Linked DNA regions of Zea mays: region 2 is linked to region 1. The links are chromatin contacts, called in public Hi-C maps. All regions are on one chromosome and are shown on one strand. Each heading gives the region's core, a stretch centred on a gene start, on an enhancer-like site or on the middle of the called end of the contact. The rest is flanking DNA. Distances are from core to core; before and after follow the strand shown. Region 1 holds the start of LOC100275265. Region 2 holds the start of LOC100273932 (Zinc-finger domain of monoamine-oxidase A repressor R1).

What was found. Hi-C and Micro-C count contacts between places; a contact is called where the count stands out from the background.
Region 2: a contact with region 1 is called in a Hi-C map of leaf, with 3 times the contacts expected there. The contact joins the promoter of LOC100273932 here to the promoter of LOC100275265 in region 1. A contact is called at or near these places in 3 of 25 Hi-C or Micro-C datasets (ear, leaf and tassel).

The regions. Positions count from the first base shown.
Region 1 is chr1:274,143,003-274,147,326 of Zm-B73-REFERENCE-NAM-5.0, forward strand. LOC100275265 reads left to right here and starts at 1,407. Exons shown (of 2, transcript NM_001149394.1): 1 at 1,407-1,580; 2 at 1,684-2,627. The coding sequence starts at 1,506. The coding sequence ends at 2,292. It also overlaps a transcript of LOC100279548 not described here.
Region 2 is chr1:274,368,225-274,372,060 of Zm-B73-REFERENCE-NAM-5.0, forward strand. LOC100273932 (Zinc-finger domain of monoamine-oxidase A repressor R1) reads left to right here and starts at 2,329. Exons shown (of 6, transcript NM_001148324.1): 1 at 2,329-2,493; 2 at 2,585-3,107; 3 at 3,216-3,286; 4 at 3,383-3,460; 5 at 3,544-3,631; 6 at 3,742-3,836. The coding sequence starts at 2,833.

The DNA of each region.
Region 1 (4,324 bases), core at 157-2,656:
CGCACCGCTTCTTCGCTCACGTAGTCACGTGGTCGTGGATAACCACCATCTATCTCCACTCGTTTAGGCTGAGTCCAGTGCACAGCCTCCCTCTCGCCCCTGCCACGTCAGCTCTCGCCTCCACTCTCGCCCCTGCTGCTCCAGTACACAGGCTGCAGCAGGCTACAGCCTCAGGCTATAGCCACGTCAGCTTTTCTATTTCAGAATTAAGTAATTCACGCGGATTTATTTCAACGCTCAGAAAACACACAACATAATATTTTTTATTGAATTAAAAATTACAAAGTACATATTAATTAAAATAAAATGACATGATAATTAAAATAAAATTACATAACTCTAATCGGACTCCTCGATCTCATCCTCACCTTCCTCCTCCAGTGACATGATAATTAAAATAAAATGACATAATAAAATTATATAATTAAAATATATAGAGGGATTGGGGATGAAATTTGTGATTTTTTTGCATTTTTTTCGATTTTTTTGGACTCCAAACGGTCAAAAACGGCTAGTTGCAACGGCTAGCACACGTGGACCAATCAGATCGCGACACGTGGACCAATCAGATCGCGCCACGTCGCTCTCGCCCGCGCTCTCGCCCCGCGCTCTCGCCCCGCCAGTGCCTCGCCTCCCTCTCGCCTCCCTCTCGCCCGCCTCTCGCCCGGGCGGGCGCTCCAGCGCGGGCGAGAGCAAGGCGATATCGCCCGCTCTCGCCGGGCGCGAGCGCCATCGCCCGGCGTCGGCCTCTCGCCCGCCTATCGCCCGCGCGCGGGCGGCAGCGGCCTCTTCTCGCCCGCGCTGCCGCCCGCGTTGGCACCAGCCTTAGAATCAACAACGGACAGTAGCGAATCTAGCCGATAATATGATCGGGATCATCAAGAGCAGCTTTGCTATATCATATAAATTTTTATGAACTTTAACAGTATTTTACTAAAGGATTTATAAAATTTATCAGGGTCGGCTGACCCCGATAAACCCCCTAGATTCGCCCCTGACAACGGACACTCTTACGGTTTGCCGTCGACTGTTGTGCAATGTGTATTTCTCAACCGGTTAAAATAGAATCGCCACCCACGAAGTTTCCCTCCTTTGCATCATCATTTCTCCCACGGCGCTCCGGTGTCCTGGTTTGGTCAGCCGCCAAAAAAAAAAAGAGAAGGAACAATGCCTTGGTCAAGCACCACGGCCGACGGCAGGCGGCAGCAGCAGCGGCGAACGGTCGAGTCCAGCCTATCCGAACCCACTATCGTTGGGAGGGAGCCTGGCCTGGCCCGGGTCACTCCGGTACCACGCGCGGAATCCCCGACAGATTCCTTGTCCAAACTGTACTTGCATTCCCTGAGGCCTCAGCGGCAGCGCCCCCCAGTCTCAGATCCGCGTCGTCGCGGCCCCTCCCCTCCACCCCCGAGTCCCCGTGCGCTGCGCCCCCAATTCCCACGCGCCCAGACACGCCGAGAGGGGAGAGGAAGCGACAGCCAGCAGCCGAGGCGGCCAGCGCAGGCATGGCCACTCCCACTTCCAGTGGCGACGGCTCGCCCCCGGGCTCCTCTGACCTCGTGCCCCCCTCCTACCCCGAGGCAACCCTACCTACTTTCCCTCTGCTCTGCGCTGCTCCTTTCCGCCAGATCTGTGCCGATCTGCCGAATTGACTGACCCGTGCGCCTGCCCTGGCTGCTGCAGATGATCGTCGCCGCCCTCGCCGCGCTCGCCGAGGAGAACGGCTCCAGCCAGGCCGCCATCGCGCGCCGCATCGAGGCGGAGGCCCGCGGCGACCTGCCGGCCTCGCACCCGGCGCTCGTCGCAGCCCACCTCTCGCGCATGTCCGCCGCCGGGGAGCTCGTCGCCGTTGCGGGGGGAAAGTACGCGCTGCCGCCGCCGGTCCCACCGCCGCCGGAGTCACCGGCTGACGACGAAGAAGACGACTACGCCGACGACGAAGAGGAGGAGGAGGAGGCTCCGGAGCCGGAGCCTCTGCCGCAGCCGCCCGCTAAGCGCGGGCGCGGGAGGCCCCCGAAGCCGCGGCCCACGGGCTTCCCCGCCGGCGTGCCCGGAGCTGCTGGCCCGGGCCCCATCGGCGTCCCCGGAGCCGCCGCCGCCGCCGCCGCGCCGCGCCGGCGCGGCCGCCCGCCCAAGCCTCGGGACCCGCACGCGCCGCCCAAGATTCCGCGCCCGCGTGGCCGGCCGCGCAAGAACCCGCTCCCGGAGGGGATGGCCCCGCGGCCGCGCCCCGGCGCACCAGCGTCGGCCAAGGCGGCGCGCCCGCAGTTCGCCGAGGTCGGCTTCGTCTGATGCGGGGAGGTCTCGCCCGCCGGCCAGCCGGCCAGGGGGCGGCGGCGAGCTGGCGCAAGCTAACATTTTGCCCCTGTGTTCCAGCTCTTGTCTGTTTGGTGTGGGTTTCGTCTCAGTTCGTGTGTTACTGTCTAATCCCGGGGAGCGTGTAGGGGCAGGAGTCCGAGTGGAGGCAGCTTCGGCGGCGGTGGCCGGCGGTGTGTCAGTGGTTCGTAGTATTTCTCTACCTTACGTTTGGGGGTGGTGGTGGCCGGAGTGGTGTTGCTCCGGCGCTGTATTCTGTGTCTCCTTGTCGCGCTCGCGCAATGCAATGCAGTAGTCTGATCGTTCCATTTGCTAGTCTTGTCTTGTGATTCATGGAATTCTGTTTAGCTCAGCCACAATTGCAGAGACTGATGGGTGTTCTAAAGGTCACATGGAATATGCCTGTGTAGTTCTTTTCGAGATTTGCTGTCAGTCTGTTTCGATCTGCCGCTCCGTTGGTGAACATTAGTGAACGGATCGATGAAGTGACGAACACTATCGGTGTGTGGCCCCACGCCTGTTTGTGGCAGATGACACGCAACTGTGTCTGATGAAACGCGCTTGATCTGCTGACGTCGCGAAACGTCCTTCACCGGTGGTCTGGTACCAGTTCTGGCGATGGTGATACCGACACTGGCTGGTCCTAGGTTTCATGGAGGCACCCAGTCAGCTACAGCAGCAGAAGGCTGGCTGTTGAATAGAGGACCCAGTTTGGTACGTGCCTGAGCATGACACGTTCTGATGCTTGCCTGTTACGCAACTTCAGCCACTGGCTGTGATGTTTCTCGCGTAGTCATGTTAGCTTAAGATCACGATCTGTTATACAATCTTACTTGAGTTGAGTAGTAGTAGACTGATTCAATGTGGCAGCCTTGAAATTAACGGAAGTTTGTTGGGAACTTCCAGTCTGGCTGTAGTTACAGGCTGTTTGGGCGTCGCCTTCAATGTTTCTGCCAGTTCACCATACCTAGTTGAGTTTTCAGGAGAATGTGCAAGTTGAGTTTTCAAGAGAATGTGCAAAGAGATGAAGGTGAAACGGATGGAGTGGCATATGAAAGTCCGAATATTTCGCTCATTGGATTCGGCAAACGAAGGCATGGTACGGTACATCTTGGTTCTGCTGAAAGCTATGTTATGGTGTCATGAAATTTGTTCTGCTCTCTTTTTTTGTTGAAGGAGCAAATTTGTTCGGTTTAACATGTTAACATGACTACGCTATGCAGGAAAGGAAATGTACAGCATCTGCAGACATGATTAGAATAACTGAATTTAAGCTGTGCTATCCTGGAGCTCGTAATAAGTTTGTGGTTCACGCCTGCAGATGCTGTGCTGTTCTAGGGTTACAATCATGCAAACATGAACCACACACTAATTATGAATTCCAGAACAACAGGCTAATGACGAACTCAAACAGACGACAGAACATAACTGCAGCCTTTCATCTCTGGTTTTCAGAAGCGTCAGGGAGGGAATGCAGGCCAGCCAGGCTTTTCTTTTTGCTTACTTACTGGGTTACAATAGCTACCGCTACCATCTTCTTGCCTTCCCTTCTTCTCTCGTAAAAGTTTCTGCTTCTGTCCAGCACATCATTGTCTATGCTGGCGGTGGATGCATTACCACCAAGATGTGTCATCGTGCTGAAAATCACAGGAAAAATAGCAGGGAAATAAGGAGATTGTAACGATAATCTACCACCAAAAAACATTGCAGGAAAAATAGCAGGGAAATAACTTATTAGCATCACCGTGTGCTCACTATTTTTAACTCACCATCACCCACTCCCCTTGCATGTAACACACAAGAACAGCGTATCTTTCCCCACAGAAAGAACATACCCTCGACTGCTACCATGACGCGCTCAATAATCCCTGTCCAGAAGACTGCTTCAAGGTCCATGATGGAAGTCACCGCTCTCGGGACCTCTCCTGATCTCAAGAAATGGAAGACTTCGACACTGACTACGACTTATACAAGGGTATCACTAGCTTAGCCTGTGAGGCCACATGGC
Region 2 (3,836 bases), core at 1,079-3,578, 230 kb after region 1:
AAACTGTGTAAGTCCCTGTGGTTACCCACAGTAGAGAAAGTTGAAAAAAATGGGTTCTTGGCAAGGAAAATTCCTTAGTTTGGGTGGTCGGTTAGTTTTGATTAATAGCAGTCTTACCAATGTCCCTTTATACATGCTCTCGATTTATAAAGCTCCCAAGAATATTTTGAAGAGTATGGATCTCTTCAGAAAAAGGCTTTTGTGGCAAGGTGGCCATATTACAAAAAATATCATTTGGCTGATTGGAATATGGTTTGCTCTCCGAGAGGTCAGGGTGGCCTTGAGGTCTTGGATTTACACAAGATGAATGGGGCTCTTCTTGCTAAATGGATTTGGAAGTTGGAAAATACGAATGGGCTCTGGCAGACCATTATCAGACATAAATATGTTAAAGGAAGGCCTATTATTTCATTAAAAAAAGACAAAGTGATTCTCACTTTTGGAAGGGTGTTCTTGATGTTAGAGACAATTTTTACAAATATTGTAAAAAAAGGTAGGCAATGGCAATAGTACCAGCTTCTGGCACAATATTTGGTGTGATTTAGAACCTCTGTCTTCTAAATATCCTAGTCTGTTTGATATTGCATATGACAAAAATATCACAGCGGCAAAAGCCTTTTCTTCTGATTTTAGAGCTGTGAATTTTAGGAGAAGGATCTATGGTGCTTTGGAAGATGACTATAATCGCCTTATTACACAGCGTAATAATATTACTATTTCTGAGGAGGATGATAAATTAGTTTGGCTTCTGGGTAATAAAAATTTTCTGTCAATTCTTTCTACAAAGAAATCAAATGGGTTCAGATTCCTTTGCCTTCTAGTTTCTTGTGGAAGAATAGACTCCCATATAAAATCAAAGCTTTTTTGGCTTGTTAGGCATAAAAAGATTTTGACCAAGGATAACTTGTTCAAGAAAAATTGGAAGGGCAATCTGGATTGCACTTTTTGTGGATTTTCAGAATCCATAGATCATTTGTTTTTTCAGTGCTCAGTTGCTAGATTTACCTGGAGAATTGTCTACTCGGCTCTTGGCTTAACTTGTATACCCAACAGTGTGGATGATCTGTTTGGCTCTTGGATTGATAGTTTTAACAAAACTGAAAAGAACCTGGTCCTTTTTGGTTGTGGTGCTGTCATTTGGGCGATCTGGCGATGTCGCAATGATTGTTGCTTTGGAACTGATAGAATTAATGATCCGACTAATGTGATTTTCTCCTGTTGCTATTGGCTTGATACTTGGGCTATCCGTCAGAAAAAGAAGGAAAGAAAATTGGTGGAACAAGGAAGCCTCAAAATCAGAAGGATGGCGTGTGAGATCTACAACAAGACTCGTGGCTGGAAGCCAATCGACAGACGGATCCAATGAAGATTCTGCTGTGTTTGGCTATTTTGGTTCATCATCATTGCGTTTGTTGTATTCCCCCCTCGCCTCGGTAGCTTCAGGCTGCCAAAAAACTTTGGGCTATATCGGGGCTGAAGCTGTTTAGTTTCGTACTACTCTAGTTTGATCTTTGCGAACTATGTCTTTGGTCAGCTCTGTGTTGATCATGTGCTGCTTCTGGTAGTTTGGTTCGTTCAGGTTTAGTTTTGTCGTAGTTGATAGTTGTGTGTCTTATCGGCTTTTAAATTTTGGTTGGCTCTTTGGTCTTGTAAGAACTTGTGTCTTTTTCTATTTCATAGTGAAATAGAGGGTTATCCCCTCTATTAAAAAATGAGTTAATGATTTTATAATTTAATGGATTGGTTGTTTTTGTCTAGATCCGCTCTTGGTCGGATGTCCTTATCATTTCAGATATCGTATAACTCCGCATCAGTTATCGCGAGTGGAAATTCAGAGAGCCAAGGACTTCTTGACTTCCAACAAGAGCAGTTCATATCCGAGGAACAATCTGTCTCCCTTGGATGTAGAATTTCTTGACTTTCAACAAGAGCAGTTCATATCCGAGGATGGGTGAGCCCGCGGAATCTCCTTTGCTTGACGCAGGCTGACACGATTTGTTTGAAAAAACACAGGTACTCCGTACGAGATACGGGAGCTTGATGGGGGAGCTCGGGCGGCGGCCGAGTTTTACGCCGTGGAGATGGTTCTTTTCACCTGCGATAGTTTGTGGAGAATGCATCTGTTGGGAACGTTTTTTTTCTCGTTTTATCCTAAAACAAGGATTAGGATTAGGATTAAGGTTTTAAGGATCTCTCGGTGATATTTTATGCGTCAAGCGTCATGGGCAAAATGGTAAATGTGTAGCAACACTGCAGTTCGCACCCTGCGCTCGGCATAAAATAGAGCCGTTCTGTTACCTTTCTTCTCCCATTCAAACTTCACATAGAGCCGTTGCTCAGCACTCGCGACCCACTACCAATCCTCCAAGCACAACAACCAATCTTTGCAAGCCGTCCAAAGACGCCGCAGCCGCCGCCGCCGACGCCATGGGGAAACTCGGAGCCAAGTCCGACTACGAGAGTCTCCGCGACGCCCGCATCTCCGAGAACATGGTAAGGCGCAGGCACCCTACCCGAATTCGATCTCCACTCGAAGAGGAATTTCTCGCATCATCTCCAATTCTCGTTCGTGTCGTGTTTGCAGGCCCGGATGGAGATGCTCGGCCTTCTCCGCTGCGCGGGGGAGCTCAGCGACATCGCCTCCGCCTCCAGCCACCGCGCGGCAGGGAGCGCGACGCCTCGGAAGACCCCCAGGCCACGGGTGACGAGCATGACCCCGCTCCGCCGCTCCGGCCGCCTCCTCGCCGCGACGCCGACCCGCCCGACCGGATCCGCGTCGACGCACCGCTGTTCCACTCGGCTGAATGGACAGGGCACAGGTTGAAGCATTGAATGCTCTCTTCCGTGGATCGAGTCGTGTTATATGTGACGGCCGACGGGAAACAGTTCAAGCAAGTTCCTTTTTATTTTCTGGCAGGGGTTCTGAGTAAGTTGACGGCGGCGGGATCGGAGGATGAGGATGATACATGGGAAGATGATAAGGAGGGGAAGTGGGCGGTGGCGGTGGCCAAGGAGAGGGTACAGGCGCTGCAGGAGAGGCGGTGCGACAGCAGGGGGAGGGGCGGCGTGTACGACTCTGTTCTTGGGATCTGCTGCCATTTCTGCAGGTACACGCTCATCATTACAAACATGAATCACCGATTGGTGCTCCTGAGAAAGACCGCGCGGGATTAGTGTACAAGTAGCTGACAAAAAGTCGTTCTCTATGATCAAAGGCAGAAGAAATTGTGCGGCGAGGAGGACTGCAAGCGCTGCGGGGAAGGAGACCTGAAGCAGCCATGCTTAGGTAAAAAGAATCCGTAGAGGATTCTCCTATTTCCCCCTGATTTCCGCACCTAGTATGATCATGTCAACGCTCAATACTTTGGCAAACATTTGACAGGAAAGACGGAGTGCTCATCTTGCCATTCTTCTAATGGGATACTCTGCCGTGGTTGCCTGAAAGTTAGGTACGGCGAAGGTAAGCGGACTTGCTTAACGCTGGAATGGCATTGTTCTTGCTGGATTTTGTCCTGCTTACTAAACTATGAAACGCGGTAGCAGAGATGGAAGAGGTGCGGAAGAACAAGAACTGGCTGTGCCCTCACTGCGTTGAGGAGAAGGGTATCAAGAAATTCTGGATATGCAACAGGTGAGCGCTTCCTCAACCCCCTCTCTGTCAGGATATATAATAGTGTTTTTTAAAAATCACTTTCCCATCGCTCATTCATTAACCCCTTTGGGTCATACACGATGATGCAGCTCCTTCTGCTTGAAGAAGCGGAAGATACCACCGACTGGGATTGCCATATATAATGGTATTTCTGACTCGACTCCTGTCCACATATGTGAAACAT